Regions from separate parts of the Mus musculus genome. Here regions 2, 3 and 4 are each linked to region 1. A link is a contact called in public HiChIP or PLAC-seq data. All regions are on one chromosome and are shown on one strand. The core of a region is the stretch at or near the end of the contact, and the rest is flanking DNA. Distances in the headings are between cores, read along the strand shown.

Region 1 (7,933 bases), core at 3,077-5,576:
ACTACAACATGAGGGCTCATCATGAGATTTCTTGCCTCTGAGCAGGTTCTGTGGGGCAAACTTCTGGCCTAAAGGCCTTGAAGGAGACACAATGCTTCCCAAGGGTCTGTCATGTGTGAGGCATATGCTTTATCACTGAAACCTTGGCAAATGTTGATATAGAAAAGGCATGGGTCCCTTCTGTGTGCTGTGAAGCCTGGCAAGAATGTCCTGGTCAGAAGGTATGGCTCAGTGAATAACGTGCTTGCCTTGCAAGCATATGGACTTCGGCTCAATCCTGAGAACCCACATTAAAAGAAGAAAAATTTGCATGGTGGTGTACACTTAATCCTCATATTGGGGAGGCAGAGACAGTTTGCTGGTAAGCCAAGTGAGATTCAAACTAGTAATCTTAAAAACAAAACAAAACAGAAACAGAAAAGTAGAGTAGATGGCACCTGGGGAATAATGGCAGGAGTATCCTGTGCCCTCCTCAGACAAGTGCAAAGACAGTCACACACACACACACACACACACACACACACACACACACACACACAGACACACACACACACACAGACACACACAGACACACACTTGCATTTGCATATGAGGGATCTGTGGTAGACAGAAGAATAGACATTTTATCCACCAGGACACTTTGGGACTAACAAGTGACAGATACAGGCCTGCCCAAGGCTGCTTTGAGCAAGCCACCTGTCATCTGCCCGGAGCTCCCACCACATCATGAGGCCCACAATGGACTCAAAGCATCTTTCTCCAAGCTCACACATCAGCCCAAGAGGGTTTAAGTCTAGTTCTGAGTAACCCAGGCCCAGGGGCACCACTATTATTGGGGATAGGAAGGGATAGAATTATGCGGCTTGTGACACAGAAGATGAAGGCCCTGAGAGAAAGGGTGACTCCCCAGGTGGTTACAAAGCAGACCTGGCTCCTGCCAGTTGTTTTCCCTGACTTGATTTTTCTGTTCCTTCCTGCCCTCCACTCCTTGTTCCCTGCTTGAAGACATTCTGTTCTCACTGAACATGGCCACTCAATTCTCTGCTTGTGGATCCAGGGTCCTTGGCTGACCAGGGTTGTGGGTAGGATCCTGGACCCAGGGCTGAAGGACACTCCTGATCCCGCTTGTGAGTCCTGGGCTACCTACTCCATTCTAGATAGGTTCACCCTCAGGCTTCATGTCAGATGTTCACCCTCAGGCTTCATGTCAGATCTCTGTGAGGAGTGCTACCAGCTCCCAAGTCTCCTTCCCACCCCTGCTGGCCATCCCATAGCCGCACTTATCCACCTGTACTCCACCAGTCCACTTCTCCTGTCAATATCCTTAGAGTCTCAAAACAACTCAAATCAATTCCTCATGCCCCAATAACTGCCCGGTGTGGGTCCTGGTGCTAAGGTCATGTTTAAAAATCCTTAGCTGGAGATGTGGATCAGTTGGTAGGGTGCTTTCCTGACATACACAAAATCCTGGGTTCAGTCCCCAGCACTGCATAAAGGGGCATGGTGGTGCATGCCTGTAGTCACACTACAGAGGTAGAAGCAAGAGGGTTAGAGTTCAAGGTCATCCTTTTTGATGTCATGAACTGAGGGTAAACCTGGGCTACATGAGACTCTGAAATAAACAGGACACTGGAGAGATGCTTCAGTGGGTAAAGTACTTGCCATACCTCCTAGGACCTGAACTCCAATCTCCAGCACCCATGTAACCCCAGTGCTAAGGGGAAGAGGGATATGGATATAGGTAGACCTGTGAGCTCACCGATCAGACACTCTTGCCCAAATAGTGAGCTCCAGGTTCAGTGAGAGGCCTTGTCTCAAAGTATAAGATGAGGAGCAATTGAGAAAGAAACCCAGTGCTGACCTCTGGCCTTCACACTTGCATGCACAGATCACAGATCATTGTACCTACACGTACACACGGAGGTGGGCATGCATGAATATAAGAACATGGGGCTGGAGAGATGGCTCAACTGGTGAGTATTTTTTACTCTTCCAGCACCCGTGTTAGGTGGCTCACACCTGCCTATGCTTCCAGTTCCAAAGGATCCAAAGTCTTTTTCTAGTTTGTGGCCACACACACACACACACACACACACACACACACACAGAGAGAGAGAGAGAGAGAGAGAGAGAGAGAGAGAGAGAGAGATCATAAGTAAACACAAATATTCATCTCAAACATGATGTCCAGAAAACACCCAAACCTTCAAATCTGGTCTGTGGGGATGTGAGGTTTTTTTTCCAGGCACCTCCTCCCACATTCCCAATAAGACCCCTCACTTCATGCCCTAGGTCCTGTAGGATGGGTAAGGTCTAAATCAGATCTGGGCCTCATAGTATAGGAACTTTACACTTTGGACTCCACCAAGTGAGATGATGCTGGTCCCTGACACCCACAGGTGACAGGGAAAAGAGGGAAGGAAATGACATTGAGTCACAGGCCCAGGAAGCCCCTTAGAGTGTAGCACCTAAGGCCCACTTTCTTGAGCCTTGACGATGTGCCTTTTCTTTCACCTGACTGGAGGCAATCAGCTCCTGTGAGTTGGGGCCAGGCTCTGGGAGAGCCCAGTGTTCCTCTGAGGTTCTGAGGGAAGAACCAGGCAGCCAGGGCAGGGACAGAGGTGAGGGATCAGTGCCAGCCATCAATAGTCACAGCAGGTGTAACACAGGTAAGTGGAAAGTACAAATGTGTGAGACACGAGGAGAAGCCCCATCTGGTCACTGTGTATGTTGGGAATAGGGGTGTGCATGAACACAAATGAACGTTGGTGCACCCAAGTGGGCACATATACAGAGGTGGGAGGAGGACTTCAGGTGACCTACTCTGTTGATGTCCAGCTGGCTCCTTGGCAACAGCATCTCTTCCCAAACCTAGAGCCAGGCAGGAAGCAAAAAGCCAGCAACCCTCATGTCTCTGCCCTCCCCCTCCTCTAGCACTAGAGTTACAGGCATGTGCTCACAGTCGCAACTAGGCCTTTACATGTGTGTCCTAGGGATTTAAACACAGGTCCTTGTGTTTCCACAATAAGCGCTCTTACTGAGCCATCTCCCTAGCTTGCTCCCTCTTGTCTTGATCGAACATCTTCTTGTCTGGCTATGCTCTAGGCGGCTGCAACACAGAGGGTAAGAAAGAAAGGCTTACATCCCACTGGATGGCATCCTAATCCATGGGCTAGTGACAGACACAGCCCTCTGTGGCATTATGAAACAGATTCAGAAGACCGAGAGGGCATAAGAGATGGTGCGAGACTGCTACATGAAGCTATAGAGAGGCCTTCTTTGATCTTCCTGGAAGCCATTCATTCATGCTGTGGGCTGGGGGATTCACTCAGAGAGAAAGTACTTGCTGCTCAAGGCTGAGAACCTGGACTCAAATCCCAAGCACCCATGCCAGGCAGCACCCAGGTATAGTCCCAGTGTATATATTGGCACGCATACCTGCACACACATATGTGCACACACGTGAACATACAGGCATATACTGTGTGGCCTAGGTTGATCTGGAAACTCATAATCCTCCTGCCTCGTTGCTATGACTACAGGCTTGAGTCACACATGGCTTCCTAGGGTTATTTTTTTTAAAAAGAGTTATTTATTTTATGTATATGAATACACTGTAGCTGTCTTCAGACACACCAGAAGAGGGCGTCAGATCACATTGCAGATGGTTGTGAGTCACCATATAGTTGCTGGGAATTGAACTCAGGACCTTTGGAAGAGCAGTCAGTGCTCTTAACCACTGAGCCACCTCTCCAGCTCTCCTAGGGTTATTTTTACTGAAGATGACAAACAGACAGACCTTCCCTAAAGTCCAGACTCTAAGCAGATACAAGAGACCCTGGGATCAGGTAACCAATGGGGGGTGGAAATATGTAATCCAGGGATTCCTTATGGGGTCATGAAAGCAAAGAATGGTGTCTGGGCCTGCCAGGTCAGGAGGTCAGGAGTGAGCCAAGTAAGGGTTCTACTGAACCTGGAAAGCCAGAGAGGGGGACATCAAACTTGGGTATGTCTAAAAACAGAGAAGCACAGGTGGCCTCAAGTGAGGAAGCCATATGCACGCGCACACACACACACACACAGAGACAGACAGACAGACAGACAGACAGACAGAGGGGGGAGGGGGAAAGGGAGAGAGGGAGGGAGAGAGAGAGTGTGGGGGGAGAAAAATGAATGGAATGTGGTAAGACCTTAAAAGGCCATCTCTTTCCACACCCAGGTGAGGCCCCAGCTGCTAGAATTCTTAGTCCCCTTAAATAAGGACAGTAGAGGAACTACACCCCCTTGGCCTGGAAGTATGGCAGAGGTGGGTGAGGCCCGGAGGGAGAGTACCTAGCATCCCGTTCATGCCTGTACCAGGAAGCTGATGCAAGGGAAGCCAGAACTACCCTAGCTCTCGGGAACTGCTCTCCAGCTGGACACACCCCAAGGGCAGGTCCTTCAGCTGAATGGCACTTTTAGTTTATCGCAGTCCCCTCCTCTCCTGTCAGCTTCCCATTGTGCAATGGAATTCACAAAAGTACAAAACAGCACAGCTCGGTGACTTCACACAAAGCCACAGTCCAGAAATAGACACCTTTGTTGTGTTCCCACCAGGCACCATGGCCTCTCCCTTTCAGAGAAAGCCAGCCTTGTGACTTTGGGATAGTAGGACCTTGTCCATATACCTGGTGTCACCATGACTCCTTGGTATCCACTTTGTGGGCCTTCTGCTGTGTGTAGAGAGTGACAGAGGACAACCATGACAACTTCCTCTGGCCTCACACACCCATATCTCTCATACACAACAATAATAATAGTAAGATTACTATTACTACTAATAATAATAATTTAAAGTAAGTTTTTTTTTAAAGACAGAATCTGACTATGTAGACCCTGCAGACTTGAGGCTTAGAATTCTCTATGTAGAGCAGGCTAGCCTCCAGCTCAAAGATCAGCCTGCCTCTGCCTCCCAAGTACTGGGATTTAAAGGTGTGTATCACCATGCCCAGCAATAAATACATTTTTTAAATAATAAAATAAATCCATGCTATTCCTTGTGTGATAGGAGCATCTTCTATTACAGTAAGATGATTGTTGGAGGCATCCCAGAGGCATCCCAGATGGCCCATATGTTGGTCACAAGGATGCCACAAGGATGCCACAGTCTTGAACCAGAAGCTTTCAGTCCCCACCCCCATCATTCAGGAGAGCTGGAGACTGTGACAATGTGGCAATGCCTCTATAAAGACCCCTAATAAAGTTGAGTATGCCTAACACCCAAGGTCCCAAATTCTATCCTTAGCACACACACACACACACACACACACACACTATAATAAAGTAAAAATGTTTTGAATAGAATGAACAAACACTGACCAAATGCTGCTCTTAGTTTTGTGAGGCAACATTGTGGAATGTTGAACTTGAAGAAAGAGGCCCGAGAATCTCTCCTTTGAAGCACTGTGGGTAACCCGGAGACTCTTTTGTGATTGGCGGCTGGAGTCCGGTGGCCCTTACCTGTCTTCCCTCCGTGCTGCATTAACTCGGATCTGAACGTTGAGTTTCCAGGCTCTTGTGTCCCTGAACAAAGAATTTGACCAGGGACACATGGTTAGACATACAAGTAGAACAGAGACAGTTTAGGAAGGAAGGAAAAGCCGGGGATGGGGTTGGGGGAGGTTGGGGTGGGTGGAGAGATGGCTCAGTGGTTAAGAGCACAGGCTGCAATCCCAGAGGACCCAGGTTTAATTTCTAGTACCCACAGGGCAGCTCACAACTGACTGTAATTCCAGTCCTAGCTAATCCTACACCCTCATACAGGCATACGTGTGGCCAAACACCAGTTCACATAAAAATTTAAAAATAATAATAATTTAGAAAAGGGAAGGAGCTGGTAAGATGGCTCAGTGGGTAAGAGCACTGACTGCTCTTCAGAAGGTCCCGAGTTCAAATCCCAGCAACCACATGGTGGCTCACAACCACCCGTAACGAGATCTGACACCCTCTTCTGGTGCATCTGAAGACAGCTACAGTGTACTTATTTACAATAATAAATAAATCTTAAAAAAAAGAAAAAAAGAAAAAAGAAAAAAAAAAGGAAAGGAAAGGAAAGCAGGCTAGTGAGCCCTGGGAAAGGCGGACACTCGAAAGGGCTGGTCCAGAAGCCAGCAGCACAGCTCCGCAGATAAAGCCACTTTTGGCCAAACTTGAAGTCCTGAGTTTGATTCCCAGAACCAAAAGGCAAGAACTGCTGCCATGAATTTCCCTCTGACTTCCACACATGTAGCACGTGTGTGCACATCCTCACACATCAAACAAACAGCCAATAAGGGTAGCTGAAGAAAAGCTGTGTGCAGGAGACTCGGGACCTTTTTATAGCTGATTTACATAGCACGCACCTGGTCCGTATTTGAGTATGGCGGGCTTTCCTCCCACTTACTGGTGTATGAAGCCCAGCTCAGCTGAGAAGGGCTTCTGGGTGTTTTTTTAACTGGATTCAGGGTAATCTTGATGAGCGTCTTCACATCTCTATTCTGCCACACGGTGATGGTTTGTTGGACACCCCACTGGCAGCCAGAACAATGGAGCACTCAATGATGCGTTGTGTATGGTGTAGAGAAAACGATTTAAGCAAGCACACCCCTTACCCCCAGTGCCAAAACTGAGCATAGTATGCCCTCGGGGTGGAGTCGGGATTGCAAGTTCAAGATAAATAGTGTTCAAGGTTAGGCTGAGTTACAAAAAGAAGATGGCTCAGCCTACACAGCTTATGGTGTGGGCACCTGACTTCTTTGCTTCCTTTCAGTGGGCCTCAGTTTCCCCAGCAGCAGCAGGAACCACAGAGATTAGACTAGCTCCGAGTCCTCACACAGTCCTGAGGTTTTTCTGGGGGCCTCGGAGCACACAGCACTCTGCCTTCCAGAGTACCCCTGAGCTGCTCTCTCCTAACGGGGGTGGGGAGGGTGAGTCTACACAATTCCCTGCTTCCTACGGCATGCCCCTGGAGGCCTGCAGGCCAGTGCCACAGCTGTGTCATGCAGGAGCTTCGACCTTCAGCCCTGCCTGACAGTGGGCCTCTGTGTGCCCAGCCATGGCGGCCCCACACTGCCTGTCTGTTTTGTATACAAACATGGCCCTTGGGGCTTTGGAAGGTGCAGGCTCACTCTCTTTCCACAAACAATGCACTTTTTTTCTTAAAGTTGACAGCATATGCTTGAGTTAGTCACACAAGTAAGGGCCTTGGAAAGATCCTGCAAGAAGTAGAAGACAGTCAGCCTCTCTCTATTCCTGTCGCCATTGTAGTGCCTGGTACTGCACACTGTGGGCTCAAGAGGACAACTGGTTGGAAAAGAACATGAATGAATTATAAACAAATAGGTCCTAAAGATCAACTTTCTTCTCACCACCCCCAAGCACCCCACCCCTGCTGCCCTGAAGCACCAGGTATGGGCTCCTCAAGGAAGAGTTGTCTTGGCTTTTTTGTTGCTTTGAACAGAGTCTCAGGTAGCCCAGGTTGGCCTTGAAATCTCCATGTAGCCAACAATGAACACTAATGCCTGATTCTCTTGCCTTTACCGTCCAAAGTCTGGGACCATAGGAATGTATCACCATGCCCTGCTTATGCTGAGGATGACTTCCAGCAGGCTAAGCAAGTACTCTACCACCTGGCCTCCTTTTATAAAGAAGGGCTGACTATGGAGCCTCAATAGGGGTGCTAGAGACCTTGGTACCGGACTCAGAATACAGCCAGGCAGAACCAGTGTGGGCAACACTGGCATTTTTCTTGTTTTCTTTCTTCGCCAGTCCATTCTCACACATGCATATGCATATGTGTGGGCATTTGTATATGTTCATGTGTACAGTTGTGTGTGTGTGTGTGTGTGTGTGTGTATTTGTAAAGGCCAGAGGTCAATGCTGAGGGTCCTACTCTATCATTATTTGCCTAATTTGT
Region 2 (7,933 bases), core at 2,474-4,973, 390 kb before region 1:
CTCCTGCTCACAAGGGCCCTTTCCTTACCCACAGTCCTGCTCACTGAAAATGAGGGTTGGCAGATCACTGGAGGAGCCCGGGGAAAGTCTGTCTTTGGTAGTGCCAGTGAACTGTTCACTGTTGGACTTTTCCTAGAGAGATGTGACCAATGACAGACCAAAGAGAGAATTCTTCCCAAGTCCAGACTAGTGAACCAGTGAGTTTATTGGGCTCACAGAACATGAGTTACTTTTGAGCATGAATGACTCAAAGACAGTCTCATCACAAAAAAAAAAAAAAAAAAAAAAAAAGCCCACCCCAGTGTGGGTGTCAGCTCCAGAGAGCTGCATCCTGAAGCACTCGGGATGGCTCCCTGAGTGACAGGATCTAGTCTCAGAGGACCTTGCAGGCTCCGATTCATTCACAGGAAATGGCCAGAGACGGCAGAAGTGGCTGCCTCGGCCTGGGGCGGGATGGAAAGGATGCTATCAGGAGTGAACCTTGAGCTTCTCTTGGGGTAGTTAGGAGTCTAAGGCTCAGACTGGAGAGATGACTCAGTAGGTAAAGACGCTTGTTTTGGAGACTGGAGAGATGCTCAGCAGTAATTCCCAGTGGCAGCTGTAACAGAGGACCCAGGTTCCATTTCCTGCACCCATATCGCAGCACACTACATCTGTGATTCCAGTGCCAGGGCATGCATATAAATACACATCAGCAAAACACTCACACAGGTGAAATTTAAAAAAGCAAAACAAAACTGAAGTCTGTCCCACAAGACTGATGAGCTGAGATCAGGGCCAAGAACCAACCACGAAAGAGAACTGGCTGCAGAAAGCTAGTCTCTGAGCTCCACAGGCAAGCCCAGCATGCACACACGCCCCTCCCCCAACAATAGATAGATAGATAGATAGATAGATAGATAGATAGATAGATAGATAGATGACAGACAGACAGACAGATTTAAAGGAACGTAGCAAAACTGCCAGGCATAGTAGTAAATGCTGAGACACAGGAGGATCAGAAGTTCATGAGACTAAAGCTGACTGTGGAAACAGGGCCCAGCCACTATGAAATTCCCAAAAGGCATTGTTGTGTGTACTTAAAGAGCAATTAAAGGCCTAGAGAGAGGGCTCCGTGGTTAAGAGCACTTGCTGCTCTTGCAGAGAGGACCAGGGTTCTGTTCCCAGCACCCATGTGATGACACACAACCATCTTTAACTCCAGTTCCAGGGGCTCTGATGCCCTCTTTCAGCCTCCAAGGCACCAGGCACATGCAGGGTGCCCATGCAGGCACACAGGTCCTCTACTCGGGGTCTTACAGGATGCAAACCACCGAGCCGGTCGCCTGTGCTCTCATCTGGAGCCTGGGTGAGTGTCCAGATTACTTACTTTTCTGTTACTGTGAGAAAACATCATGACCAAAGGCAACTTTAGGAAGAGACGGTTTATTTCAGCTCAGAGATTCAGAGTTCAACCGTTGCCCAGAGCGTGGCAACAAGAGGCAGACATGGCAGAAGGAGCAGCCGCTGAGTGGTCATAGCCTGAACTGAAAGCAAGAAGCAGAAAGAGTGAAATGCAAATGGTAGAAGGGTGAGCTTGTGTCGTGGGCGTGGCTGGGCGTGGCTAGGGCGTGGCGAGTATGTGGTAAGAGCGGCTAGTGCTGCTCTGGCAGGCCTTGCCAGCCTCTCTTGTCCCCCTTGCCTTGCTAAAAACCCATTAGGTTGCATTCCTAAAGCTAGCCACCAAGGTCTATTCCCTCATTTGGCCACTTTCCCCTCCTGAGGCTGACTACCAAGGTCCAGCTATTAAAGTACTGAAGTCCAGCAATCAGAAGCCCCCTTTGGCTCACCTAATTAACATGCCCAATTAAATTAAACACCTCATCCTAACTTGGGGTTTCCCACCCTTTACCTTTATAAACTGCTATTTGCCTATAGGCCACCCCTGCCTCCTCTTTTTCCAAAGGCAGTCTTTTGTCCTCTGGGGCTTTTTAAATTGCAGGCAGAGACATGCTCGTTGTATCAAACCTTTCCTGATATGCAGGTGTCAGTTTCTGATTCCATCTTGCCAAGAGGCATTTTTTAAATTGTCTATTGATCAGACGCAGCTCACCCATTTTTAAAGTCTCTGTTGATCAGACATACCTTCCTCGGAACAGTTAAGCAAGCAGTTATGTAGTTCCCCACAAGTACTACAAGCAGGCTTACTCTGTGACTGTAGCTGTTTCTCTAGGGACGTGTCCCAAACTACCCAAGATTGGTGGTCACATCTGGAGGATCAATAGAGGTAGAGAGAGGAGAGGGGAGGGGAGGGGAGGGGAGGGGAGGGGAGGGGAGGGGAGGGGAGGGGAGGGGAGGAGAGGAGAGGAGAGGAAGGTTTTATCCCTCAAAAGAGTATTGCAACAGACACAGAATCATCCCCAGGGCTTTCAGCCTGTGAGGTCCCAGCCTTGCCCATGATCAGCAAAGTGGAACTAAGTATCACTGAGTGTAGACAGCATAGGGCGAGCAAGGAGAGCTCGAAACACACGCAATCTAGGTACTAAGCATAGAGGCCTCCAAATTCACCACAGGTCCTTGCCACATGGGAGGGGTCCCCATGGGCCTTGCCACAACAGAGTCCCATCAGTGAGACACCTACACGCTGTTCCCTACGGATGCTGCATGCCCACCGCCACTGGTGGGCCTTAATAGGGACCTTAATCTGTCAAACTTCTTCGCCTGTATCATATGCGAGCAATTCATTCCCAAGTGTGAACTCACTGTACTCCTTCCTGCAGCATCTCAGAACTGGAGACTCTGCCTCCCTTTCCTAACTCGGGTTGGCCTAAGGTATTCCCGTACTGTAATCCCAACATTCGGGGCGCAGAGGCAAGAGGACCACAAATCCAAAGGTTACCCATGGCTACCCTGGAGACTCTGTTTCAGGAAGTGGAGGTGGGGGATACTTGCTAAGTAACCTGAAAATCTGAACACGGTTGGAATGGTAAATATTCTCGAGCATGAGGGGGGTTATGTATTAATAAAGCTTGCTCGCTTCCTTAGTTCTGGCTGTCACACTGGGATTGCATAGTTCTTATTCTTAGTGGAATGAGAGCTACTGACCACTTACAGAGTGCAATGACACTCTTTCTACACCTCGCCAACAGCTCCACACTCAATACGCGTGTGCAAGATTGCCCGCAAGCAGTGTCTATGTGTAGCTATATCATATTCATTGAAGGACCTAGAAAACAATACAGCAGTACACTGAGAATCACACACACACACATATGCACACACGCTCACTCACACACACACACACACACACACACACTCATGCACTCATATACACTCATACGTGAAAGCACACACATATGCACACACACATAAATGCAACAAAGTGTACAGGAAGCAGACACCCCCCAAGGGAGGCTCCTCATTGCTTTCTTGCCCACCTGTCTTTCCTCTGCTGAGGTCCTCCTGGGCTCTGACCACACAAGACGCACTGGGAAAGGACAGGCCCAAAGCTTCCTGTGCCCACAGCCCCTGGCTGGTCTGTTCCTCTGGAAGAGTTGTAGAAGACCTGAAAAACAAAAGGTCCTGCTGAGAGCTCCGGAAATAGCTAAGAGGCTGGTGAAGGGTGGGACCATAGAGAGGCTTCTGATACCTGTGGACCCTGGAAATCCTGCCCCAGCCCTTTGAGGACACCCACTTCAGTCGGCCTTCACTAGTGTCTTTTCAAATTACACCACCAGAGGGCAGAAGAAAACCAAGAATAGCGTCTTCCACAGTGGTCCTCGGGCGCCATCCCTCCAAGTGAGTCTGGACCCTAAACACAGAGAGAACAAAGCAATTGCATGGGGTGAGTTCCATGAAGCATTCTGACTCCTTTCTGTAGAAGCAACTAGGAGGTATCCGTGCGGTATCCACAGTACTCCAAGCAGCGCATTAGGTGGGCGGGGAAACAGTTCAGAGGGTAGAAAGCTTGCCTGGTATGCAGGAAGCCCTGGGTTCAGTCCCACCAGACACAGTAGCACACACCTGTTACACTAGCTCTGGGGAGGTAGAGGCAGGATGGGCGGTTCACGGTCATCCTCTGCTACACAGTGATTTCTAGGCCAGCCTGGGCCACAGGAAACCCTGATGGAAGCTTCTGAGGTGGGTGGCCCCGCAAGGGTGGAGACAAGATTTCCAGGTCTAGCAGGCTATAGAAGCCACTCTATGTCCTCATTCATGAAAGGGGGGTGGGGGGAGGAGGGAAGACAAGGTGGAAAGAAGGTGGCTCAGCAAGCAAAAGAGCTTTCAGGACCTGAAATCCTTCCCCAGAGCTAAAGGTAAGAGAAGAAAACCAACTCCATAAAGCTGTCCTCTGACCTCCACATATGCACCATGGTACGCTCTGTCTCAGTCTCTGTCTCTGTCTGTCTGTCTCTGTCTATCTGTCTCTCTCACACACACAATTAATAATAATAATAATAATAATAATAATAATAATAATAATAATATGTTTTAAAAGCAGACACTATGTTTATTCCATTTGTAGCATCCAGAATATCTAGTTCCAGTCCAATTGTTACTTATTTTGAGATAGGATCTCACAATGTAGCCCAGGCTGGGCTGGAATTCACAGAGATCTGCCTGCTTCTGCATCCAGAGTTCCGAGATCAACGGCAAGCATCACCACAAAGCCGGTTTGTTGTTGTTGTTGTTGTTGTTGTTGTTGTTGTTGTTGTTGTATTGTGATGATGGAGAAAGCCCAGGTTCCACAGAGGCTAAGTGCTGCCCTCCACTGGGCCACTGGGTGGCAGCACTGAGTCAGAATACCAGCTTTTCCTGACCGTGTGTGGGACTTCTTTAGTGGTAGCATAAGGAAAAGAGCAAGAGACCACAGGTGGCAGACAGACAGGAGAGATGAAGGCCAGCTGGAGATATCACTGGTACTGCGTAACCAGAATTTGCGATATAAGGAAAGGCTTTCCTTCCGTCTACCAGACCCTTCTTCTTCCCATCCTCTCACTGCCTCCTGCTTCTGGGAAGTGCAATGTGAGCTCCACTGTGCGTGCTCTTTCTTGTACAACAGCCAACGCCTCAGCCAGTAGCTGCCAGGAGGAGTCCCCAGCACCACCTGCCCTCTTCACAGAGTTTGTAATTGGCAGGCCTCACCTTGAAACTTGGTTTCTTTGACCCTTGTTCTTTTGTTTACTACTGGGATGCTGGGTGGTGACAGTAGGAATCTTTCTCGTGGACACTGGGATGATTACTTTTAAAATAAGAATAAAACCAGAAAGGGCTGGCCCAATCCGCCACTGAGAAAGCGCTCAGCTTAAGTTGGCTTCTATCTGTGGCCCTGGCATTCTGGAGGCAGAGGTGGGAGAAGGAACCAACAGTTACCCTTGGTTACATGTGAGTTTGAGGCCAGCCTGAGCCCTCTGATACTTTGTCTAGGAAAGAAAAGGAGGGGGGCAGGGAAGAGAGAGGAAGGAAAGGGAAGGGAGGGGCAGAACCAGAGATGGGCAGAGGTCTAGAGACCTGAGGTGGATTCCAGTAGCCCACGTTAAGGTGGAAGCGGAGAACCAACACCACTAGGTTGTCCTCTGACCTCCACACGAATATTGTACCCTGCAGTCCCCGTGCCACAATAGTAATTAATTTAATTTACAATTTAAGGACTGGAGAGATGGCTCAGTGGGTAAGAACACTTGTTCTTGCTGTAAACCTGGGTTCAGTTCCCAGGCCCCACGTGGTGGCTCACAATTGTCTGTAACTCCAGTCCCAGGGGATCTAAAGACCTCTTCCGACCTCTGTGACACAGGAACATACATCTAGAAGATACATAAAACAAAAGAAAAGGGGCTGGTGAGATGGCTCAACAGCTATAAGCACTGACTGTTCTACCAGAGGTCCTGAGTTCAAATCCCAGGACCCACATGGTGGCTCACAGACATCTATAAAAGGGATCTGATGCCCTCTTTTCCTGCATGTGGTTCTGGCATGTGGGGGTACATGCATCAGAGCACTCATACGTTGAATGAATAAGTTAAATTTAAAAATAATAAATTAAAAAAACAAAAACAAAAGGAAAATGAAAAGAAGCCAGGCATAGCCGTGTGGAAGCTGGGAGCAGAGGGGAGTTCAAAGCCAGCCTGGATAACAAAGCCAGATCACATATGGAAGTTAGAAGACAACTTCCAAGAAATAGAGTCACTGCTCTCTTTGTAGCATGTTCATCCTAAGGCTAGAACTCAGGCTGTCAGGTTTAGCAGTCGCTGTCTTCCCAGGTGAACCCTCTCGTCAGTTCTGCCAACGGACAGGAGCCAATACAGTCTCACTTTGATGTGATGACGATTTCATGGGTGGATGGAGACTCTAGTTTTTAACCACATGGCTGTGTCACCATAGAATGACACACTTACGAGGGAGTAAGACAGGACAACAGGGAGGGGGCTCAGTGGGTAACATGTTTGAGAACCCGACTTTAAATTCCGGGACTCGTGTGTAAAAAGTTTTGTAATTTTAGCCCTGGTGAGGCCGAAGCAGACAGATCCTGAGGACTTCTGGAACAAGTGGCCTCGTCAGTCAGAGAGTTTCAGACTAAAATGCGAGAGCCTGTCTCAAAAAACAGGAGAGATGGCTTGGCACTGACAGGAACATGAGGCTTTCAAAGCGGGCCTGAATTTGGTCAACTTACAAACACCTGTAATTCTAACTGCAGAAGATCTTGAGGCTCTGGCATTCACAGGCTCCTACATTCACATGTGCATTAGTACACACAAGCATATGCACACACACACACAAATAAGATAACTATTTGAAAACAGGAAAAAACAAGGTGGATACATCTTGAGAATGACACACAAAGTTGACCTCTGACTCAGCCATACACATACACAGGCCATATGCACACAAACACACACACACACAGCAGGGAAGATAATAATACATCGTATGTGTTGTAGTTACCACAACTTTAAAAATAAACAATATTTCGGAGGGTCTGAACTATTGATAAAGAGTGAGCATGGACATTGACTTGTCTTTGGGCGGGTGTTTGTTCTTCTCTGCGGTTCTAAACCCTGAGAGGTTCCATCCGTTGCTCTCAAACTCAAATCTGGATGGACTCACAGCTAGTTTGTCCGCCAAAAGAGTATCAAAGTAACAACGGGTGACTTCCAAAGCCAGGACAGTGTGAGAAGTCTGCTCAGTTTCTTCCTTATCTCTGGTCACTTGCTTTGAGCCCCTGGCCTGCCCAGTCATAGAGTTGATCCCAAAGGCAGTATGCTGTGTGGAAGGCAAGTGTGCAAAAGCCCATGGCTGTAGCCTCAGCCACTGGCAGCGGATGGCCCACGTTCGGTACAGGCAAGTAGCTATTGTGGGAGTTCTGTCCATGGACTCTCCACAGCCAGCAGTCAGCAGCCAGATAGTACCCCAAAGACCCAGCCATCCCTTCCCTGCTCTGGGCCTGGACCTTGAACTATAGAAGCCATGGGCACAATCTTAAAAGACCTGTTTTCCTGGGGGTGGTGGCACACCTGTGTTTCCAGTTCTTGATAGGTGGAGGATATAGGATGAAAAGTTCGAGGCCAGCCTGGTCAACAACACTGACACAACATCACAAAGTCCTGGTTGTTTTGTTTGTTGAGTTTCCAGGTACTGAACATCAAAGCACATCTGGAAAAGGGTAGCATCCAAAATGCAGCCCTCTTTCCCTTCTTGATGATCCTCTAGCACTCTACCTCCCCCCCCCCCACACACACACACACAGAGTCAGGTATATAAACCTAGGGCCTGATGATATGCCTTGGCTGATACTGTTTGTCTGGCCTGCATGAAGCCATGAGTTAAATCCCAGCATCACGCAGAACAAGTGTGTGGCGTGGTGCATGCCGGTAGTTCTAGCGTGGTGCATGCCGGTAGTTCTAGCGTGGTGCATGCCGGTAGTTCTAGCGCGGGAAGCAGCGGCCGGAGGGTCAGA
Region 3 (7,933 bases), core at 3,620-6,119, 380 kb after region 1:
TCTCTTGAGAGACTCTGCCAGAGCCTGAAAATACAGAGGCAGATGCTCACAGCCAACCATTGGAGGTGTTAGATAAAGGTTTGAAGGAGCTGAAGGGGTTTGTAACCCCATAGGTAGAATAACAATATCAACCAACCAGAACCCCCAGAGCTCCCAGGGACTGAACCACCAACCAAGGAGTACACATGGAGGGACCCACGGCTCCAGCTGTATATGTAGCAGAGGATGGCCTTGTTGGGCATCAATGGGAGGAGAGGCCCTTGGTCCTGTGAAGGCTTGTTACCCCAGTGTAGGGGAATTCGAGGATAGGGAGGAGGAAGTGGGTGGGCGGGTTGGGGACCACCCTCATAGAAGCAGGGGGAGAGGGGATAGGATAGGGGGCTTCCCAGGGGGCAAACAGGGAATCAATCAGTTTAACATTTGAAATGTAAATAAAATATCCAATAAAAAAATCACATGTGAATAGAAAAAACAAAAAAAAAATTCCTTTACCCATTTACCCAATTATGTAATGCCAATGCTCAGAAGCCCCAGCTTGCAAATCTTCCCTATATAAATCCTAAGCCCAGATCGGCGCATAGCTTTCCTATCTTGTTGCTCAGGGAGGATTTGGCCTGAGTCTGAACTCAAATAAAGACTGTCATGTGATTACACTTGAGTTGTGGTCCCTGGTGGTCTCTGGAGGGTCTTGCAAACTGGGCATAACAATAATGGACTAAACCCCTGAAACAGTAAGCCAGCCACAATGAAATGTTTTCCTTTATAAGAGTTGCCTTGATCATAGTGTCATTTCACAGCAATAGAAACCCTAACTAAGATAGTGTGAGAGAGAGAATATAAAAGTTCAAAAAAAATTAGGTCTCAGATGTGATGTCACATGTGTCTATCCCAGAATTTGGGAAGCAGATCTCAGGATCAAGCAATACAACTCACACCAGCTTGGTCTACTTAGCAAATCCCAGACCAGCCAAGGTTACAGATCAAGACCTTCTTTGTCTCAAGACATTTTGTTGTTTCATTTTTCTATATAGTGTTTCTCTGTGTAGTCCTTACTGTCCTAAAAGTCACTCTATAACTAGGCTAGCCTTGAACTCAGAGATTTGCTTTTGACTCCTGAGTGCTGGGATAACATTTAAATAAAAAATAAAATTTGATTTTGAAGTAGTGAATCTGCTCTCTATTGAGGTCTCTGTGTCCTGAGGCCTTGCGTTACTGGATCCTCTTTGGCAGCAGCAGCAGGAAGATTGAGGGATCTAATCTTGACAAGGTACTGAGGGACAGAACCTTGTGGCCCAGGCTTGCAATCCTGATGCTTGGAAGGGGAAGACAGGATGATCAGAAATTCAGGATCATCCCTACCTACATGGCAAGTCTGGAGTCATCTTGCCCTATGTGAGCCCTGAAAGAACCATAAAGAAGGGAGAAAGGAAGGGAGGGGAGTGAATAGGGAACAAGGAAGGAACCAGAGTTCCACAATACCCACTAGGAATACACCTCCAATGACAGGGCCTTAAGGTATCCTATTATGTCCCATCTCATAGTTTCCATTGCCTCCACTAGCTCCATGAGCTCAGGAGAATGACTTCAATACACAGTCCTTCAGGGAAAATTCCAGACCCAAGTTACAGCAGGGGTTCATGGTCAAACTGGTGTATGGCTGATGTAGGCTGCTCCCAGACAGCAATGGTTCTGTTCAACTTTGAACACATGGCCTTGTGTGCTATCCTGGGCTGCCCTTGAACTCATGATCTTCTTGCTTCCCAATTGCTGAGCTTACAAGCAGATGTAGCCCTCATGCTTTGCTCTGTGAGGTTTAATTTCTGTGTAGTGAGAGCAGTTATTATTTGCTCGTTAGCAAGGCTGTCCTGTGGATCCAAAAGTATGGCACTTTGTGGTGTTTTAATCTAAGGTATCTTTGAATTTTTCACCATTCAGTTCTATTGCTGCACCTAAGTGTTTCCATAATTGCTTTAACAAGCTCGGACCAATTGCAATGGTAGAGATTATGTTTTTATAAATCTGGTCTACTTGGAAGTTCATTTTCTATTATTATTATTGTTATTATTATTATTTTGTTTTTTTGAGACAGGTTTTTCTGTGTAAGAGCCCTGACTGTCAAAGACTCATTTTGCAGATAATGATGGCCTCAGAAACTCAGAGATCTGCCTGCTTTGGCCTCCCGAGTGCTGGGACTAAAGACGTGTGTCACCATAGCAGATTTGGGAATTTATTTTCTAAGTCAGTTGTTTTCTTTCCTTTGGTTCCAGACAGTGCAATGGTAGTATTTTAGTGTTTAAAGACATTTGCCTCCCAACCTGATGACCCGAGCGTGAACTCCAGGTTTCCCATGGTAGAAACAGGAAACTGACTTCTATTTTTTTTTTAAAGATTTATTTATTTATTATATGTAAGTACACTGTAGCTGTCTTCAGACACCCCAGAAGAGGGCGTCAGATCTTGTTACAGATGGTTGTTAGCCACCATGTGGTTGCTGGGATTTGAACTCCGGACCTTCGGAAGAGCAGTCGGGTGCTCTTACCCACTGAGCCATCTCACCAGCCCGAAACTGACTTCTATTGTCCTCTGATCTTCACATATGCCCATACAAACCAAACACACAGACAGTGAGTAAATAGGCGTAATTGAAAAGTTAAGAATAGAGTTAATTTTGAAATAAACTTGTCATTTTTACATTTTATTTGTCAATCAGAGGAGAATTTTTGAGAGTCCATTTGAGAGTGGATAGTACGATGCTCCTAACACCCACAAGCCACTCTTCCCAAATGTTGCTGCTGGAGCCACTGTCCTTGTGTCTACCACATCCTGAACTTGGGTTTTTGGAAACTTTCTCAAAAGGTACTTGAAGAAAATGGCAGCCATGGAAATTTGGTCAAATGATGACTTAAAGCAGACCCTGGTGGTCCATGCTTGTCATCCCAGCATTGGGGAAGTGGAGGCAGGAAGATCGGGAGGTTCATGGCTGTCCTTAGCTTCGTAATGAGTTAAACACTAGCCTAGTTAAGACCCTAATTAATAAAAAACAAGGAAGTGGCCACTCCAAGGTATGGTTGAGAAGGGTTTATTGTAGATATGAAGCTGACAACAAGAGGAGAGAGAGGTGGGAGAGTGAGAGAGGAACAGAAGAGGAGGTGCAAGGACTGGGAGATGAAGAGAGTGTGTAGCCACATTTTTTTTTTTTTTTATAGGGAGGAGAAAGTAGGGGAAGAGAAGCTGAAGCCCAGGCCCTGGGAGAGGTTTGGGGTAGGGGGCTGGTGAGAAGTGTTGGGAGGAGCCAAAGGTTCTGAGATGTGTTTCTTTGAGATCTAACATATTCTTTACCAAAACAAAACAGAAGAACACAAAAGAAGGGATTGGCTGTTGGAATAGAAAAGCTTTAAGATCAAAAGAATCCCTTCTCCCATGCTTAGCAAGGTATCTAAATTCTAAATTCCAGTGAAAGGTAAAGGGCACTTACAATATTCTTTCAAAAAAAAAAAAAAAGCCCACAAGCCTGGCAGTGGTGGCACATGCCTTTAATCCCAGCACTTGGGAGGCTGAGGCAGGCAGATTTCTGAGTTCGAGCTGAGGCAGGCAGATTTCTGAGTTCGAGGCCAGCCTGGTCTACAGAGTGAGTTCCAGTACAGCCAGGGCTACACAGAGAAACCCTTTCTCGACCCCCCCCCCCAAAGAATATTTCTTACTAAGTTATGAGGAAACTGGGTCCAGAACATGATCAAAAACAGTTCCTGTACAAGTGGGTGTCTTGGCTAGTTCCTGCTCCTTCAAAGAATGGTTCTTTTGTAGTTAAAATAGATTTTCTGGGCTGGGGGAGAGTATGAGACTGTCCATCAAAGATTACACATTTATTTACTTGGTGTGTGTGTGAGTGTAGTGTGTGTGTTTGAAGAGGACAACTTGTGGGAGTTGGTTCTTTCCTTCCATCAGACTGTCAGTCTTGGTGACAAACCTTTAACTGCTAAAGTTTGTCAATCTCTCCCTTTCGATGGTTAAGAGCCCTCACGCCACCACAGACGATACTCTTTCAAAGAAATAACAGGAAGTACTCCATCCAAGCTCATTCAGAAAGTGCACTCGGTGATCAGGTGGAGAAGCAGCTGGCAGGAGCTACAAGGTGAACTCTGGCCTCTTCAAGACTGCTCAAGACCAGAGAGATCTTCATGATACTCATTGGGAGGATAGGATAGCTGTGAGGCAGATCATGTACAAGGACTTCAAAGCCCTGAAGCACGTTCATAGCTGAAGTGTAGTCCCTGGTTGAAGGTTACAGTAACACGCTTTTCTTTTCTTTTCTTTTTTTTTTTTTTGGTAGATTTATTTATTTTATGCATATGAGTACATTGCATTTCAGACACACCAGAAGACGGCATTAGTTCCCATTATGGATGGTTGAGAGCCAACATGTGGTTGCTGGGAATTGAACTCAGGACCTCTGGAAGAGCAGTCGATGCTCTTAACCGCTGAGCCATCTCTCCAGACCCGAAGATAATATTTTTATTCATTAATATTTATTTAGATTATAGTCTTTTATTATTTTTCATTTATCGGATTACATTCTCTCGCCATTCTTCCCCATTCAGTTTATGCATGCTCTTTGTTGAGCAGACAGAAGTATAACTTCCCTCCCTTGCTTGAAGTACACAGATAACATGGATAAGCAAACCGCGCCACTCGCTGGCCCCGCCTTCTACGAGCCAAGTGTCCCTAAGGACCCCCCCCCCGCCCCCCCAACCGGCTGTTTTCCTAGATGCCTATCTGCGAATCCCCACCTCCTTAATTGGAGCTGCCTATCAGCCGGCCTACGGCCACGGGCCACTGAAGCCCCTACGTAGGGCTGTTTCCGGAGATGCCTACGTGCGGGCGGCAGGCGAGGCTCGGCCCTGCCGTCGGGATTCTGGGCAAGAGCGCGGCACGGGACTGTGCGCGCGGCGCTTCAGGCATTGCGGCGGGCAGCCCGGGCTCCGGTGCGCCGCGGGTGTGGGAAGACCCCGGCGCCAGCCTTGGCGCAAGGGCTAGTGGACGCGGCAGTGGCGACGGCGACGGGCGTTGCGAGCGAGTCCGCTACTTGTTTGTGGGTCGTACTTCTTCGGCGGTGCTCCGGTGCTGACTGATTGTAGGGCAGCCAGCGCCATGTCTGTGAGCGAGATCTTCGTGGAGCTGCAGGGCTTTTTGGCTGCCGAGCAGGACATCCGAGAGGCGAGCCCCCTTCCTCCCCATCTCCTTTTTTTCTTTTCCTAGCCAGGCTGGTCCAGTTGGCCTGGTCCTGCTCGGTCTCTCGTTTTCAGGCCCGATGGGTTTAGGTTAGGCCGCCTCTTGGTTCCGGATTCGACTTCTCAGCGTCATGTACCTCTTAGAATATCACCTTTCCTAGTTCAGTATTCCAGTCCCAGGCTCGGTTAACGCCCGTGGCTAACCAGCACATCTTTTCTATATTGGCTGCTGGTATTTTTTTTTTTTTAAATAGCACTTGCGGTCTTTCTTTAAGCAAAAAGCTCTTCTGTAGCTTCTCATCCCGCATAAAAAATTTAAAAAAAATCTAGATTCTCCGGTGGCTCACAAGGTCTCTTTCCCCGCTCTCCTTTTATTTACACTCGTTACTGTGTGTGTGTTTAAGTTAACTTTTTATTCGTCTAATGCTCCAGATATTGCTCTGTCTGAGGACCCTTGGTTGTATTATCTGCTTTTGCTGGAATTAGTTTATTTTCTGCTCTCTGGCTGTTTTCCTTTTGCGCGTGAGACAGGATCTTGATGTGTAGTAGCCTTGGGTGACCTCGAACTCGAACCTGTAGCCTTCAGCGTTTTCAGTGCTGAAATTAACACGTGCAAAATTTATAGTCCTTATTTTGACTGCTTTTCTGTTAGCTCCTAAAATCGTGAGAAATTGAGAAAAAAAAACCCATTTATCCGTCCTATTGCTAGAAGGAGTTGCTTGCGTCTCTGATGTTTGCATAATGCCCATAACTAAATGTGCTCAGAGAATGTGTGCAAAATGAATGAATGAAAATCAGTCACCACTTTGTATTTAAGTTTTTGTTCTATAGAGAACATTTACATTGTCAGTTATTCATTTATATAGTGTCTCAGTTGGGTTCTTGAGCAGGTGGCTATTTTTCTTTCACGGCTACTTGTAGAATTTGAGGCTTTTTTAGCAGCTCCTTGAGTTGTGACAAGAAGAAATTACTGGAAGAGTTTGGATTCACACCTGAAGAATCCCTTCTTGTGAAAGTCTGAGAGCTGTGACTGAATGTGAGGGTGTGGTAGCATGTTTGTAGGCGACTCTGCTGAAGATTACACTGACCTTATCTGGCTTTTGTTTTTAATTCTCTCTAGGAAATACGAAAAGTTGTACAGAGTTTAGAACAAACTGCTCGAGAGATTTTGACCCTACTTCAAGGGGTCCACCAGGGTACTGGATTTCAGGACAGTAAGTTTTTTTGCTTTGATGTTTGAAAAAATTTTTAAATTTTTTTGTCCAACATATCACTCTTAAGTCCATTAAAAGGACATACTGAGTACACTTTTGTCATTTATTGTGAGGAGTGTTTATTATGCTTTTATTTATTTATTATTGTGAGTGAAAATTGGAGAATAGGGGTTTGGTCATTTTGAGGATTTACGATATTCTTGATATTTTGGTTGCTTTTCCATGTGTGTATAGTGTGGTTTAAATAGGAATGTTGTTTTGCTATGTTAGTCTATTGGTGTGTGTGTGTGAGAGAGAGAACGGGAGTCTTGCTTTGTTGCCCAGGCTGTGTTGAGTTGTGTTCCTCTCACCTGAACCTCAGACTTCAGTGAGTTTCATTACAGTTGGCACATGTGAGTCTTTGTGTGTATTTTAATGAATGATTCTAATGATTGAATGCCTTTTTTTCTTTAAATTTTTTTTCTATTTTTACTTTCTTTTTTTGAATGCCTTTTAATATACATTTGTAGATAATAAAGTGCCAGGTATAAAATGTTTTAAAATTCATGTTTATAGTCAGCCCTTTGTTGAGATTCTAATATGTCAAGTTAGACATGAATCCCTTTGTACAATGCAGCCAGCATAGCTGAGAGCTGAAGTTATTTTCTGATACACAGCTTACAGGTTACCAAGGCAAGTCATTTATGCAATGATGTAAAATTTATCAATCTGAGAATAGTCAGTAAAGTTCTTTTTTTTTTTTGACCATGGGAGGTAGAAATAGTCTTGATTTTTGGTGTGTGAGGACTTACAGGAAAAGTAGCTGAGGACTAATGGCCTCAGATTTCAAGGTGATTAATGCCCACATAGACTCCATAGATGATTTAGCAAGAACTACATTGGCAATTTGGTAAGTTTTTCATTATTAAATTTTGTTATCTTTTATGATCAGTTCCAAAGAGGTGCTTGAAAGCGAGAGAACATTTCAGTACAGTAAAAACACATCTCACGTCCCTGAAGACCAAGTTCCCCGCTGAGCAGTATTACAGGTTTGTAAGAAAAACAGTGCTCATTTAGAGCATTATATTTTTGTTTAAAGAAAGGAGAAATAGAGGTATTGAATAATTATGAATTAGTGACTTCTGCTTACGAATAGGCAGAAGTCTTTGTAGAAATAACAACAAAGAATCGCATTGATAATGGTGTCAGGAAAACTAGTGTTTTAATATTTCCTTTTTTTTTTTTTTTTAAACTAAAGACAATTTGTAAGGTAACCATTGCTTTTTAAAAAAATTGCTATTTTTTGAGATTGTAATTTGATTTCAACATTTCTCTCTTCCCTTCGTTCTTCCAAGCTTTCATATCCCCCCTCCATTCTTTTTCAAATTCATGACCTCTCTTCTTGCTAGTTTGCAAGAAGAGATATGCATATGTATATTTTGACCCTATTTCAGGGTGTCTATTGGGGCACTGGGTTTTAGGACAGTACGATCTTTGCTATGATTTTCAAGA
Region 4 (7,933 bases), core at 3,292-5,791, 320 kb after region 1:
CTCACCTAAAAATTTTTACTACAGAATTTTTACTATATAACCAACAGGCAAATAATAAGCTACAAAGGTAACATTGGTCTATATCCAAATCCTCAGCCAGGACTTCCGCCTGATAGCAGTGAGGTCATCAAACTCCTTTCACATCTCCCTCTGTGTAAGAAAAACATAGTATCTCAAACAGAGATCACCAGTGTTTGCCAAACCAGTTTCATGGAAATTATAGGCAAAGAAACCCAATGATCACCAGTGTCTGTCCAACTAGTTTGACAGAAAATATAGAAAATATAGATAAAAGAACTAAAAACCTTTTTTGACAGAATCTAAACTTCTGTGATAAATTAAGATATATGGAAAAAAAATAAGTGCATGATATTTAGTTTCTGTGCTGCCTGGCTTTATTTCGGCCTAACACAGTGTGGTGGTTTGAATATGCGTGGCTCATGGGAAGTGGTACTATTAGGACATATTGGCCTTATTGGAGGATACATGTCACTTCAGGGAAAGGCTCTGAGATCCTATGCTCAAACTCCCCCCACCACCACCACCCAGTGCAGAAGAGACCCCCTTGCTAGCTGCTTGCAGAATATACCCTCCTCCTGGCTGCCTTCAAGCCAAGATGTTGAACTCTTGGCTCTTCCAAATACCATGCCTGCCTGGATGCTGCCATGCTTCCACAATGAAGGTAATGAACTGAACCTCTGAAACTGTAAGCCAGCTTCAATGAAACATTATCATTTTATAAGAGTTACCTTGGTCATGGTGTCTCTCCACAGCCATAAAACCTCACCTAGACACACAACTGTAGACATTTTGGAAAAGTGAACCTCAACTGTGAAAAATGGCCTCATAGGCTCAAGTTGGCCTATGAGCAAGCCTGTCATGCATTTCTTGATTGATGATTGATGTGGGAACACCCAGCTCACTGCAGGTGGTGGTGTCGCTGGGCAGGTGGTATCAGTTCCTGCCTCTGGGTTCCTGGGCTGCTTGAGTTCCTTCCCTGACCTCACTCAGTGATGGATTGCTACCCAGAAGTGTAAGCTGAAGTAAACCCTTTCCTCCTTGAGTTGCTTCTCGTCATAGTGTTTCATCCCAGTAATAGAAACCCTGTCTGATTACTCTATGAGATGTTTAAAAGTCAGAGCAGCTCAGAGATGTTCATGGTCTTTACTCCTGGCTAATGATGGACTGAAAACTAGCACTGACCACTTGGGCTTTGTGCTGATAGTCTCAGAACTGGATACAAGTTAAGTTGACAACTAACTCATTCTTTAAACTTATATCTCCAAAACTACCTTATATCTTTGTGATATCTTTTTTCTCAGCAAATTGGACATACAGGGATATGTATTGTACCGTATGTGTCATGACATATATGGAGGCCAGAAGTCAACACTAGGTGTCTTCTTCAATCTCCATCTTATTTTTTGAGACAGGGTCTCTCAGTGAACTGGGAGCTTGTACTTTTGACTAGACTAGACAGTAAGTCTAGTCAAAAGTACCCAGAATCTGTCTCTGCCCTCCTACCCCAGTTCTGGGGTCACAGACACATTTTCCCATGGGTACGGGGGAGATACAAACGTGGGTTTTTGCTTGTACAAGCACTTTACCCACTGAGCCAATTCCTCTGCCCCTACATGTCACCTGCAATAGGATCAAAGCAACTAACACATAAAAACACATTTAACAAACGTACACAGGCAGTATGTGTGCTGCTGAAAGAAGTCAATACAAAGCTAAATGAAAAGATCTCAGCCAGGCAGTGGTGGTGCAGGCCTTTAATCCCAGCACTGGGGAGGCAGAGGCAGGCAGATTTCTGAGTTCGAGGCCTGGTCTACAGAGTGAGTTCCAGGACAGCCAGGACTGCACAGAGAAACTCTGTCTCCAAAAAAAAAAAAAAAAAAAAAAAGGTATGCATTCGTAGTTTGGTGCACTTAATGTCATCAAGATCTCTGCTTTATCTACAACATCAAAGCAATCTCCATCAAAATCCCAGCCAGCTTCTTTGGTGAAATTAGAAAAGTGTTTCAAAAATTAATATGGAAATGCAAAGCACTAAAGTAAAGAACAGGCCAGGTGGTGGTGATGCACACCTTTAATCCCAGCACTTGGACAGCAAAGAGTTTCTGCGTTCAAGGCCAGCCTGGTCTACAAGGAGAATTCTAGGACATCTAAGGGCTGCGTAGAGAAATCCTGTCTTGAGGGGTGGGGGGAAGGGAGTTAGAAGATTTACAGTAGCTAATTTTAAAATGAAAACAAAGCTCTCCAATTCAGTGATAGAGCACGTGCTTAGAGTTCCATCTTGGGTCCCAAACAAAATGAAACAAAAACCCTTACTACAGAGATACAATAAGTGAAATAACAGGATGCTGGCCTAAGGATAAACAGGTGAGCATAGAACGGAGAAAATCTACAAACTCATACATCAGTGCTTGGTTAATTTTTAACCAGACTGCCAGTATAAGGAAGAAACAGGTGGCAATTTCATGCCTTCCTCTGGTGAGACTAGAACCTCAGGTGTGCATATAGTCAGCCATGTCTTTTTTTTTAAAGCTGTCTTCAGAGACACCAGAAGAAGGCATCAGATCCCATTACAGATGGTTGTGAGCCACCATGTGGTTGCTGGGAATTGAACTCAGGACCTCTGGAAAAGCAGTCAATGCTCTTAACCCCTGAGCCATCTCTCCAGCCCCAGCCATGTCTTATTGTAGGATATTTGACCACATTGTGAACCTCAAGATTGTGGACTGGCTGGTGGTGTGGCTCAGCTCTAACACTCACTTTGAACCTAACAGCCAAATAAAGCCAAACTAGGTCAAAAGGCAGAGCAAGCGACCAGCTGACAGGGAGTGAACATAACTAAATGGAAAGGAGGGACATTGAGTTAGATGGTGATTAAGACAACGTGGAGGAGAAAGAGCTTTTTCCTTCTGGGACATCAGTGGAGTAGGAAGGTCAGCTGGGTGCTTTCTCTGCCCCTCTGAGGTATCAGGCTTTCATCACATCCTCTGGCTCCTGAGTCTTCATTGGTGAAATCAAACAGCTGGGATTTTTGTTTTTTAAAACAACAATTTCTGCATGGCCAAGGCCTACAGAAGTCCTGGATAAGGTTCAGGTACGTTGTCCTAGTTAGCAAGTATTGGTGTATGGCATCATATTTTGTCGCTTGGAAAAGTTGGAGTGAGGACAAGGGGAAGTCATAGAAGTTGGCCTGAAGCCTCCTGGACTGAGCCCCACATTCTTCTTCCAATGTCTATCTGGATCCGCATCTCCTCAGTGAGAAGACACACACAGTCTTGAGGACAGCAGCTAGTAGCTGCTCTGTGAGTTCTGTCTAGTTTCTGTAGCTGGGAGATGGGAACCCATGAATTAGAATTGATGACAGAAGTCAAGGTGCCAGTGGGGGACTCTCAAACACTACAGTAATGACTGGGAGGGGGTATGATGTAGATTTCTGAAGTGCTGGAAGTATCTTGTGTTTTTATCTGGGGGGACACTTTTTATAGTGTGTGTGTGTGTGTGTGTGTGTGTACACTTGGAGGCAAGAATAGGACATCAAGTATCATCTATCATTTTCCACTTATATTCTCTCTCTCTCTCTCTTTTCACAAGGAGGTTTGAGACAGTCTTACTACATAGCCTGGTGGCTGTCCTGGAGCTCTCTACATAGACCAAGCCCCTGTCTTGAATTATAGAAATCCACTTGCCTTGCCCCCATCCCAACACCCCAGTGGAGAGATTAACAGTGTGTACCACCACACCTAAATCCACTTATTTCTTGAAAAGGGCTTGCTCACTAAACATGGAGCTCCATTTTCTTCCGCCTATACTAGCTGGCCAACAAGCCCCAGCCATATACCTCCCCTGCTCCCCATGCTGATGTCACAGGCTGGAATGGCCACATCTGGTACTTGAGTGCTGGGGATTCAAACTTAGGTCCTTCTGCTTGCACAGCACATGCCCTTCCCCCACTGAAGCACCTCCCCAAACCTTCCCCCACCAGACAAAGAAATCATTAAGTTCCCAAAACAAAGATGGTTTGGCACTGAGTGAGGCAGGCAGATAGATTTGTGTTCCCAAGAAAAACACATCAAAGTCCTAACGCCCAGGATCTGGGGATGTGACCTTATTTAGGAATGGGACTTTGTATCAGTTGAACTGAAGTCATCCTGGACTCCTGCATGCTGTCATCCAATGACTCACATAGTTTGATTTGGACCCAGACAACATGATGCAGCAGTCCAGTCTCAGACTGGCATTATGCTGACAGAAGCCAGGAGGAAACACTGAAGTTCTTGCCCTAAAATCTTCAGCGAGGGTGGGGCCCTGGTGACACCTTCATCTCCATCCTGTATCTAGCACTGTGAGAGAACAGGGGCCTGTGGATTTAAGACACCCAATTTGTCACTGTTGGGACTGTCCTGGGAAAGCAGCACAGAGGTGCCTGCTTGCAAAAGAGGAGGGGCAAGTCAGGTTTAGTCATGATTACCTCAGAGGGTGTAGGCTTGTGGTTGTTGTTTTGGGTTGGCTTTTGTATGTGGATTATTTCCTGAAAGAATGCATCTTAAAGTCAGTGCTGTAGCCTACGCCTGCAGTTCACTGCACAGTGAGGTAGTCCCAGGAGAATCAGGAGGTCAAGATCAGCCTCAGCTAGCTAGTGAGCTGGAGGCCTGGGGTATATGAGATACACTCTCAAGTAAATAAATAATAAAACAACAAAAGCTACTCCCATGTCTCTCTCTCTCTGTCTGTCTGTCTGTCTGTCTCTGTCTGTCTGTCTGTCTCTCTCCGTCTGTCTGTCTGTCTGTCTGTCTGTCTCTTCCCTCCCTCCTGCCCCTGACAGGGTCCATAGCCCATGCTGTCCTCAACTTGCTATATAGTGGAGGATGTTGAGCTTTTGATCTCCTGCCTCTATCTCTTGAGTGCTGGGATTCCAGCTCTACCCCAGCAGCTGGACTTTCTCACAGTGTTAGGGATGGGTCTCAGAACTCCATGCATGCTAGGCGAGCACTGAGGTTCATCTCTAGCCCTTCTTGTTGTTTAATTTTTGAGACAGTATCTCAGAGAACTCACTGTATAACCCAAGCTAGACTCAGAACCTGTGCGACCTGCCTTCTTTGTCATCCCAAGTACTGGAGTCACAGGCAGGGACCACCATATTCAGCTTCCTTATTAGTTACCTTAAATTTGTGTTTGATGCTTCTCAAATTACAGGAGTCAGATATTCTCATTCAATAGTGGGCTGGAGAGATGACTCAGCAGTTAAGAGCACTGCCTGCTCTTTCAGAGGTCCTGAGTTCAATTCCCAGCAACCACATGGTGGGATCTCATGCCCTCTTCTGGTCTCTAGTTGTACATGCAGACAGAGCACTCATACAATAAATAAATAAATAAATAATTTAAAAACCTAAAAAAAGAAAATATTCAATATAAAATTTGAATTTTGGAGAACTTTTAGCATAAGCACCTCTATTAGTCAGGGTTCTCTAGATTAACGTAATTTATGGAATGTCTCTCTATATTAAACACTTTATTGAAATGACTTACAGTCTGCAATCTATCTAACCCAATAACGGGTAGCTGTGAATGGAAAGTCCAAGAGTCTAGTAGTTGCTCAGTCCCACGAGGCTAGGTGTTTCATCTGGTATTCTGTATAATCTAGAATCCTGAAGAGGTAGGTTCCAACAGATGTGCTGGCAAGTAAGTGCAAGCAGGCAAAGAAGAGTGAACCTTCCTTCTTTCATCATCCTTATGTAGGGCTCCAGCAGAAGGTATGGCCCAGATTAAAGATGCATACTACTATGCCTGGACTTGGAACTTAATCTGTCCCAGGCTGGCCTTGAAGTCAGAGATCTGCTTGCCTCTGTCTCCTGGGATTAAAGCCATGTACTACCTTGCCTGGACCTAACCTTTTCATGGCCACTATTCCTCAAGATCCAAATCAAAACCCTGTGTCTTCTAGCCTCAAGATCTGGATCACAGGTGTGCCCTCCCTTTCTGGATTGTAGTCATTCCAGATGTAGTCAACTTGACAACCAGGAATAGCCATCACAGCATCTTAGGTGATATTTGAGACATACACTAAGGAGTATTTATGTGCAAGTGGGGATCAGAGGACAACCTGTGAGAGATGGCACTTTCCTTACACATCTGATGGAATTCAGTTCCTCAGGCTCCAGGCTTGGCAGCAAAGACCTTTATCCTATGAGTAATCCAGCCAGTCCCATCCACATTATTTTTGAAGATATGAATGCTAGGGTTCTAGAGTTATCTTGAATGGGTTCTGAGGAACAGATTAAAGTCCTCATGCTTGCACTATATCACTTGGCTAATCCTGCCAATTGTTAATATACATCTAAAATTCAAAACTGACTGGTACTGTATGTATCTGCTTTGGTATGCCCTTCTATTGACTGGTACCAAGGCCTTCCCTGTCCCTTCTTATAGGTCTCTGCCCAGCTCACAAAAGCCTTGCCTAACCATACTGCTTTCCCCACCATTCGTCCTTGCCCTATTCAACTCACAACACAATTCCTCATTTACGTTTGGCATCTATCTCCAGTATAGGATGTAATCTCACAAAGCCAGAGTTTTGACTATGGTGTTGGTCACTAACACGAAAATGTCTACAATAGTACCCGCATGTATTCGGTGCTCTATGAAAACAAGTGGAATGGACGGGTGCACCAATGAGTACATGAGGTTGTACTGCTTTATCCAGGGTCTTAGAAAGGGTTTGAGTCTAGCTGATCCTGGTAGGCAGACAGGAAAAGCAAGCCACAGACCTCTGTGGAGCCTGAACAACCAGTCATTCCCATTTGTTTATATAACACACTCCCTTCTAGCCACGACCAGTTTGCCAACTAGGTTGTTGGGTAAACAGTTCACCAAGGTTCCCAGAACCAGGGGCTCACAGTCATTCACATACAATAGAGAGCTGGGGATGTGACTCAGTTGACAGAGTACTTGCCTCATACTCATAAAGATCTGCGTTCTGGGCTGGAGAGATGGCTCAGTGGTTAATAGCGCCGACTGCTCTTCTGAAGGTCGTGAGTTCAAATCCCAGCAACCACATGATGGCTCACAACCATCTATAATGAGATCTGATGGCCCTCTTCTGGTGTGTCCGAAGACAGCTACAGTGTACTTACATATAATAAATAAATAAATCTTAAAAAAAAAATCTGGGTTCCAGCCCCAGCATTACATCAACTCAACAAGGCACGGAGATCAGTGAAACAGATGGCTAAGCCAGTAAATGTGCTTGCCTCTAGGACTGATGGCTTAAGTTCCATTTCTGGAACACACATGAAGAAAGGACATGGCTTTTTTTTTTTTTTTTTTTTTTGGTTTTTCGAGACAGGGTTTCTCTTTATAGCCCTGGCTGTCCTGGAACTCACTTTGTAGACCAGGCTGGCCTGGAACTCAGAAATCCGCCTGCCTCTGCCTCCCGAGTGCTGGGATTAAAGGCGTGCGCCACCACGCCCGGCAGGACATGGCTTTTAAGACTCTAGGAAGAGCCTTATTGGAGGTTCTGGCCTTGGCCCTCCCAGACACTCACAAACCTTTCCATCTGTATGTGGATCAGAGAAAGGGGATAGCAAAGGGGGTACTTACCCAAACTTTGGGACCATGGGGTGAAAAAAAACTTGTGGCTTACATATCTAAGAAGCTGGACCTAGTGGCCTAAGGATGGCCACCCTGCCTCTGGATCATAGCTGCCACTGCCCTGCTAGCAAAGGATGCTGACAAAATAACCATGGGGCAGGAACTTGTTATCAACACACCCATTCTATTGACGGACCCTCAAGTATCCACCCAGCCAGTGGTTATCCGATGCCAGTCTGGTGGACCTTCAGGCTCTATTTTTGAATCCCCCTTGCTTAAGAGATAACCCATCATCTGCCCTAAACCCAACCTCCCCGTTACCTGACTC

What was found. HiChIP or PLAC-seq counts read pairs in DNA pulled down with a chosen protein or histone mark.
Region 2: a contact with region 1 is called in an H3K27ac HiChIP or PLAC-seq map of embryonic stem cells, with 5 read pairs. The contact joins two enhancer-like sites. A contact is called at or near these places in 3 of 39 promoter capture datasets (the 3T3-L1 cell line, liver and stem cell-derived epiblast-like cells), 2 of 115 datasets of contacts at active chromatin or transcription factors (both in embryonic stem cells) and 1 of 9 other capture datasets (embryonic stem cells).
Region 3: an H3K27ac HiChIP or PLAC-seq map of extraembryonic endoderm stem cells shows a contact between it and region 1, with 2.3 times the contacts expected there. The contact joins the promoter of Tsn here to the enhancer-like site in region 1. A contact is called at or near these places in 6 of 39 promoter capture datasets (the C10 cell line, cranial neural crest, embryonic stem cells and 3 more) and 1 of 115 datasets of contacts at active chromatin or transcription factors (extraembryonic endoderm stem cells).
Region 4: a contact with region 1 is called in an H3K27ac HiChIP or PLAC-seq map of embryonic stem cells, with 2.2 times the contacts expected there. The contact joins two enhancer-like sites. A contact is called at or near these places in 3 of 39 promoter capture datasets (the 3T3-L1 cell line, embryonic stem cells and stem cell-derived epiblast-like cells) and 1 of 115 datasets of contacts at active chromatin or transcription factors (embryonic stem cells).

Annotation. Positions count from the first base shown.
Region 1 is chr1:118,686,509-118,694,441 of GRCm38.p6, reverse strand. No RefSeq gene overlaps it. Among named protein-coding and RNA genes, the nearest start is that of Tfcp2l1, 63 kb to the right of the region's middle. Within about 2 kb of position 4,326, at least 17 of the 459 cell types and tissues checked have an H3K27ac peak or open chromatin away from gene starts, as enhancers often do. A contact at or near this core is called in embryonic stem cells and extraembryonic endoderm stem cells, where this site is marked.
Region 2 is chr1:119,079,636-119,087,568 of GRCm38.p6, reverse strand. No RefSeq gene overlaps it. Among named protein-coding and RNA genes, the nearest start is that of Gli2, 30 kb to the right of the region's middle. Within about 2 kb of position 3,723, at least 18 of the 459 cell types and tissues checked have an H3K27ac peak or open chromatin away from gene starts, as enhancers often do. A contact at or near this core is called in embryonic stem cells, where this site is marked.
Region 3 is chr1:118,308,282-118,316,214 of GRCm38.p6, reverse strand. Tsn (translin) reads left to right here and starts at 4,869. Exons shown (of 6, transcript NM_011650.4): 1 at 4,869-5,214; 2 at 6,349-6,442; 3 at 7,374-7,470. The coding sequence starts at 5,149.
Region 4 is chr1:118,365,524-118,373,456 of GRCm38.p6, reverse strand. No RefSeq gene overlaps it. Among named protein-coding and RNA genes, the nearest start is that of Gm28867, 10 kb to the right of the region's middle. Within about 2 kb of position 4,541, at least 79 of the 459 cell types and tissues checked have an H3K27ac peak or open chromatin away from gene starts, as enhancers often do. A contact at or near this core is called in embryonic stem cells, where this site is marked.